Regions from separate parts of the Callithrix jacchus genome. Here region 2 is linked to region 1. The links are chromatin contacts, called in public Hi-C maps. All regions are on one chromosome and are shown on one strand. Each heading gives the region's core, a stretch centred on a gene start, on an enhancer-like site or on the middle of the called end of the contact. The rest is flanking DNA. Distances are from core to core; before and after follow the strand shown.

Region 1 (3,737 bases), core at 717-3,216:
GGGATGCCATTCAGCCTAGAGTGAAAATAAGTGGTTTTTGTGATGCCACAAAATGCATTATAGAAACAAAGTACTCTGTCGACTCAGGAGGCAGGAAATGAACAGGGACTTACTGTGAGAACACACAGATGATGTCTCCTTCAGTCAGTTCATAAGGAAGCCCTCCTAGAAGAGAAAACCACATTTCAGTTCACCCAACATTTACCAAGAGTTTACTACGTACCATGCACTAGGCCAGGCACTAGGGGTGCAAACAGTAAGCAATAGGCCCTGTCCTTAAAGAAATCAAGTCTGGGCCGGCCACGGTGGCTCATGCCTGTAATCCCAGCACTTTGGGAGGCTGAGGTGGGCAGAGCACCTGAGGTCAGGAGTTCAAGACCAGCCTGGCCAACATGGCAAAACCCCGTCTCTACTAAAAATACAAAAAAAATTATCCAGGCAAGGTGGCAGGCACCTATAATCCCAGCTACTCAGAAGGCTGAAGCAGGAGACTCACTTGAACCCAGGAGAAAGAGGCTGTAGTGAGCCAAGATAGCATCATTGCACTCCAGCCTGGGCAACAAGAGTGAAACTCCAACTTAAAAAAAAAAATCAAGTCTGATGCAATGACAGAAGTACATGTAAGGTGCCAGTAGTACAGGAAAAGGAGTGATTAACTTTGAGTGGAAGTCAGAGTCACCACTAACTAAACTAATCTGATCACTCAGTCCTCCTGGCACCCCAAATACTATGGACAAAGCAGATAGTTTCCATCACAAACCTCTGCTTCCACAAACATGCTGAATTCATCTGCTCATTATCCACAAATTTACAGCTATGATACAAAATCAGTCTACATATGTCATGGTTAATCCCACCTAAATATAGACAAACGTTATAAAGACACTGTTAAGCATTTCCTAGGAAATAATTTCCCCTCCAAATGTTTCTTTCCTCATCTGTAAGATGAGGATATTAGCACATAACTCACAGGATTGTTATAAGAATTAAATAAAACGACGCATATAAAGTGCTTAGCACAATGTTTGGTACAATAACCTCTTTGAAACGTCAAACTGTACAATTACTGGTTGTGACACAAAGTGAATACAGGAGTGGTAATGTGGCCATGGACAGAAGACAGCAGCTAATTAGAGGAGAAAAGTGAATTCAGGAAGGGAAGGGGAATGAGAGAGGGTGGTGGTAGCAATGTGGGTGTGTAGCTAAGACCATGATTTCTAGAATACTATAGTTCTGCTTGTTGTGCTTACTAGCTATGTGACCTTAATGAATTCCCTTAACTTCTCTGCACCCCAATTTCCTCAGCTGTATAATGGGTCAGGGGTGAGAGAAATAACAACAGTCCCTGAGCCTTAGCACAGCAAATGGCAAACAGTAACTCTCATGATTTGGCAGGGAAAGAAAACTAAAAATAGGGGAGAAAAGAGATGGAACATGGATTCCCGGGCAGACAGCAGATGGATATAAAGGTGGGCGATGAATGTAGGCAGGAGTGAAGGGTCGGAACGCTGAAATCGTCGGAAACCGAGTAGGAGAATCTTGGGAGCACTGCGGGAGAAAGATGTGCACCTCACCCAGGAAGATCCAGGCGCTGTCCTTGTACTCGGAGTGCCAGGACACCTTATCGGCCACCCCAAGCTGGACCTCTCGTTCATTCAGCTCGTTGATCAGCTTCACCTTAGTTAAAGGGCTGCAAGGTGGGGGGATGTGGAGGGAGGAGGAAAGCAGACAAGTAAGTGCGACTGGGCAGGAGCTGAGAGAGAGCAAAACTAGGGGACGAACTGTTCTAGTCACAGAGCCTCTCCCGCCTCTGTACACCGCAGACTCTCTACCACCCCAGCCCCAGCGGACCACCCCCGGCGACTCGCTGCTCCTTCCTCAAAAGGAAGCTAACGCCTTACTTCATCTCCGCTAGCTCGCGCTCAGCATTCAGGTATCGGCGCCCGGATGAGGCAGCGCGGCGCATGCGCGACCCCGGCTCCGGTTGCCGGTTGAGTCGTTGACCTCGCGCCGGAAGAGCTAGGGCGTACCGAGGTCGTGGCGCCTGCGCACTAGCAGCCTTCCGTGCCCTGTGCGATTACTTCTGGAAGAGATGATTTTCTCTAGTTTTTCGATTTTTCTTTTCTGTGAAATGGAGTAAAGGAACGAGCCTGGGTTGTTGCAGGACCCCCAGCACTTGAACGGTGTCTAAAGCTGGTTAGATTAGCTATAAATATTTTCTGAGTGAACGGAACAAGCAGTCTGATGTGGCAACTTCAGTCTCAGCCCCCGCTCTCAGTCCAGAGTCCCACTTGGACCTTCGCTCCTGGTCAGTTGCTCACACACAGCCCCATCAAAGCGTCCCTGTCATGGCAGAAAAGTGAAGAAGATAAGCGAAAGGGTAAATCTTCTGTTGTTCTTATCCCAAAACACAGGCAACATACCAGTGTGCCTCTAGAGGCTGAAGTGAATGCCTACAGATTTGCACGAGAGCCACTGCACTCACTCTTTTCCATCGACTCTCCTAGTTGAGGAGGAGGCAGAAATTAATATTGTTAAATTAATAGCTAACAATTGAACAGATGACATACTATACGATGCAAGAGTATGTGCTAGGCAGTTTACATGTATTGTCTCTCCACCCTCACAACAACCCAATGAAGCAGATAAAATTACAATCCCCTGGTCAGGCACAGTAGCTCATGCCTGTAATCCCAGCACTTTGGGAGGCCAAAGCAGGAGTATTGCTTGAACTCAGGAGTTCAAAACCAGCCTGGGCCACATAGCAAGACCCTGTCTCGAAAATAAAGGGGAAAAAGGGGGGCCAGTCATGGTGGCTCATGCCTGTCAACTCAGCACTTTGGGAGGCTGGGGTGGGCGGATTACCTGAGGTCAGGAGTTCAAGACCAGCCCAGCCAACATGGTGAAACTCTGTCTCTATTAAAAATAGAAAAATTAGCCAAACATGGTGGCACATGCTTGTAATCCCAGATACTCAGGAGGCTGAGTCAGGAGAATGACTTAACCCTGAGAGGCAGTAGCCAAGATCACACCACTGCACTCCAGCCTGATGATAGAGCGAGACTCCATTCAAAAAGAAAAGAAAGAAAAAGAAATTTCTACCCTTATTTTGTAGAGGAAGAAATGAGGCTCAAAGGAATTAATTAACTTGAAAGGTACTCTACCTCCACCCATCAGGTCAGGTTAATTTAATCAGTCCTTACTGAACATCTAGATTTGTCCTGCACAGCTAAGGTCTGTAGACAGGAGTATCAGGGTGGGCCCTCTACCCTCAAGGAGCTAGTATTATAATTAAGGGCACAAGATATATTTGCTTGATAGATTTCAACCACAAATATCTAGAAACCAGTAGAAGAGATGGTTGACATATGTGATTTAACCCATATTGACAATTTGAATCCATCTTGCACGTGTCCACATCAATACCTGCTCTTGGACAATGATGTTCTAAAAGTGAAGGTCCAGAGCTGTGTGGCCTAGCTCAGAGCACCAGCTATTAGGTCCTTCATAAAATGCATTCTGGTGATGATGACAACTATACCCTCAAGTGGCTCACCATGTAACCAGTGTCCTGCCAAGAAGGAGAACAGAGGCTGCCCACCAATGACAGTTTCTCCTCATTCATGCTATGTCTGTTCCCCTTTCCCCATTCCAACCCAGCTATTCATTAACTTTGTAAAATTATCCTGGCAATGAAAGCTAAACAGTGACAGATTGCATATAGGGTTTATCTGCTC
Region 2 (3,737 bases), core at 460-2,959, 520 kb before region 1:
ATTGGGGGAATTTAAAAGTATAAAAATTATTAAAACATAATTTAGCAATTACCAACCCTCCAGAATGATTCCCCATAATATCCCAGCATATGTGTTCCCAGTATGTTCTATGTGTATATGCTTTAAAAAATAAACACTATATAAGCACAAAAACTCCTCTGATGGTTCTCTCCCACTTTCAAGTTAAACTCTGAACTAACTGATGCTGCCTAATCTAGTCTTTGCAATATGGAGCTTCTGTTGTTGTTCCTGCACTTTTTTTATGTCTTTATGCCTTTGCATATGCTTTGTATAGAATATGGTTCACCACCCAGCCCTAAATCTGACAAATATTTTACTGGTTCTTCAACCAGTTCTCCAGAAGCAGAATGAGTTCTTCCTCCTCTATATTCTTGTAGAAGCCTATGCAGACTTATTTAGAGCATTTTGCACATTGTATACCCATCTATTCTTTCCTCCAGATTCTCCTCCACTACAACTCCCCTCACCTAGATTGTGAGCTACCTGAGGGCAGGGACTATTTTTCTGATTCTGTGGCAACAGTGCCTAGCCCAGAGCCTTGCACAAAGCTGTATGCACCAATCTATTAAATCGCCTTCCTCCTTCACTTATCTTTTTAAAACCTTGGGCAATTACCTTAGCAAAATGCAATTCCTCTGTCTTTCCCTTCATTTTATTCATGAGTCCGAAAGTTGGCCTTATCAGAAAAGTTGCAGTGATTCAACTGTAATGATCCATCAAGCTATAAGAATTCATCTCTAACAGAGAAAAAAAAAGTCAAAAGTTAGAAGTGAAATTAGCCCTAATAAACAACCATTTTCCTCAATTTTTAAATCACTTGAAAGTGCTTGGCATTCCCCACCTGCCTTTATCCAGCTCTTGTAACATATTTTCACTCAAAAGATAAAGTTTCTTAAAGACATATAGTTACTTGTTTTTACTCAAGTTGTATTATCTATCTCTTCTAAACTGTTACATTATAGCAGTTTATGTGGCATTATAGCAGCTATGTTTTTCATGGCAACAACATAGCTTCATTATGGATTAAATAGGCTTCTTCTTCCGGGCTGGTTTAGATCACATTTCTATGCCTATTTATGACGCTGTTTCTAGGGAAAACATAATTCCCAGTTAGAAAAAGTATACATTCTTCCATACGTTTCAAGTGATTTTAATGCAGGTGGTTCACACAGAACACACCTGGAACAATTTCAACAGACTGTAACTCTCAATTAAAATTTTAAGTTTATCGAATAATAAACACCATCTTTTGAAGAACACTTAAAACTCAGTAACAATTTCGAATCACGAAAGTGCTTCCTGCAAAATGCTAAAGCTTAACCGATATGAAAATAAATCTAGAGCCTTCGTCTGTCCCTACAAACACAAACCCATAACCCCAAGACTGATTCTCTAAGACGGTGCACTCCAAACTGCAATACCCAGAATACCCTTCCCGTCTGAACGCTGGGGACAATCGGAAAAGGAGGGGAAGAATTGCGCGTATAGAGAAATAAGTGTCATGACTCCATCTCCCACAATCCTCGGTCTTCACTTGTGTCTCTCCGCCAATGTCAACATGGCATTCCCTCCAGGAAGAACAGCCTCCAGCTACCTCAAAATACATTTCCCATGAAGCCATGGGTTCGGGCCTCCGGCTTCCCTGGTGACTAGTAGCCAATAGGAGACGCCGCAGTGGGCACCGGGTGGGTGAGAGTCCATCCTTGGGACGGAATGCTGGGCCTAGGCCTGGTAGTGCGAGGCGGGCATTTCGGAAGAGAGTGGCGCGGCGTGGGGCCCCGCGAGGGCACTACGCGCCCAGGAGCTGCGGCGTTGGCCCGATTTTCCGCGGCTGTATAAGGACTAGCGCTTCGGTAGCCGGGGAGCTGGAGGTCAGAGAGGCAGAAAGCCCGAGTGGCCTTGGCTGGGGACTGTGGGACTGAGGGGGCCTAGGGAGGAGGGTGCTTCCGGGGCCGCGGTCCTCAGCGCCTAACTCCGCCCAGCTCCGCCTCTGCCGGGGAGGGGGTGTCGGGAGTGGGAGTGGGGGTGGGCTTCTGAGCTCTAGGCGCTTGTTCCCTTGAGCCTGGGAGCGCTCTCTCTTTGGTTTTTTTTTTTTTGGTCCAACTCGCCCGCTCTTTTTCTTTCACAACGCTGCCCGGCTGCGCCTCCTCAGAGGTCTGGTTAGGGTTCGCGTCCAGGGTTTTGCCTAGGTGGTATCTGGACTCTAATTCATACTGCAGGAGTTGGACGATGTCTCCTCTTTTCCCTCAATTTGTATTTCAGGTTTGGGCACACAACCCTCCCTACGCTACATTCCCCATTTCCTCTGGGGCGTGAAAATTCCTTGCCACGCCCAGGGCGTGACTTTTTTTTTCAAACTTTCTCTTTTTGCCTCCTTAATTGATCGCCATCTCTACCGGCTCCTCAGCCACCTGCCACTTACCCCACCACGTCTTTGGAGTGAGAAGGGTTTCTCCTGAATTTCTAGAAGGGATGGGAAGCAAAAGAGGGAAGGAATCTTGCTTTTGAGATGTGTGTTTAAGGTTCAGTACAGGGTTCTGGTGAGAGTAAAAAGCAAGTTCGACTGGTTATCAAAACACAGTGCTTTAGGGGTTTCCAGCAAAGACTGATAGCATTAATGTTGACAAACATTTAGGGGGCACACCAACTACAGAATAAAGGAGATCGTGTGAAACAGACTGTATTAATCATTGTATTATTACAAACGCGTGCAAAAAATGCTAAAGGGGTTAGTGGAAGAGCATACTGATGGGGGTGGTGAGTTAATCCATGGAAGTTCAAGCCTAATCCAGGAAGTGCTGAAGCCCTCATCCAGCTTTCAGACTTTGTGAAGGAGATGAATTTTAATTTGGGCTTCAGCGGAGTACAGGGGATTTGAAGTGGTCAAAGAGGAGAGAGAAAATGCTTCCTGATACTGAGATTGGAGTTTGAGAAGGGTGGACAGAAGAGGGAGCACTTTGAGACAGGTGGGCTTGCCTCATTGGAATAAAAGATGTAAGCAGGAAACAAATAAATAGGGTGGAGAAGCTTGGGGTCATAATGACATGACACTTTGAAACATACACATATGTTTTTATTCTGTATCAAATAAAAATGAAGGCAAAAATTAAGATTGGATGATTTTTCTTTTCATCCTAGGCAACCTGATTTGAGATCAATTCTTGGAGAACACAAAGAAGTGTGATGGTATGTTCCAGGTGTGAGTTTAAATCCAAGAAGAAGCTTGTCTTGCAGATGTTTTGTTTGTAGCTATTCTTAGCTACAGTCTATAGCTGTCAATTTTAAAGCCTAGAGACATCAATTTATTCTTGAGAAATGCATTTGCTATCCCTGTGCATCACATTATCTGAATTGTAGTCATCTCATTGGGTGACAATAATGACTACTATTCATTGAACCCACATAATGTTCTAGTCATCATCATAAATACTTCATTGCATTATCTTAAGAGTGCTATGAAGTAGGTACTATTCCTGTCTTTTTCTGGAAGAAAAGACCAAAATGCACAGAAGTTAAACAATCCACTTAAAGTTACATAGATTATAAGTTGGGTTGAGGTTTGGGTGGACGGATTTCTGACTCCAAAGCTCATGCTCTGTTCAACTTGGTTTGCTACTCCCAATGTTCATTTTTGTTCTTAACTTTCCAGTTGTGGTAAAGACAGATTATTGTGAGGTATAGTTGATCATCCTGGCCAAAAACCAAATGATTCACTG

The links. Hi-C and Micro-C count contacts between places; a contact is called where the count stands out from the background.
Region 2: a Hi-C map of skeletal muscle shows a contact between it and region 1, with 5 times the contacts expected there. The contact joins the promoter of ENOX2 here to the promoter of RBMX2 in region 1. A contact is called at or near these places in 2 of 3 Hi-C or Micro-C datasets (both in skeletal muscle).

What each region holds. Positions count from the first base shown.
Region 1 is chrX:126,043,065-126,046,801 of calJac240_pri, reverse strand. RBMX2 (RNA binding motif protein X-linked 2) reads right to left here and starts at 1,966. Exons shown (of 6, transcript XM_002763259.6): 1 at 1,902-1,966; 2 at 1,575-1,690; 3 at 114-165. The coding sequence starts at 1,966.
Region 2 is chrX:126,566,141-126,569,877 of calJac240_pri, reverse strand. ENOX2 (ecto-NOX disulfide-thiol exchanger 2) reads left to right here and starts at 1,709. Exons shown (of 14, transcript XM_078363075.1): 1 at 1,709-1,892.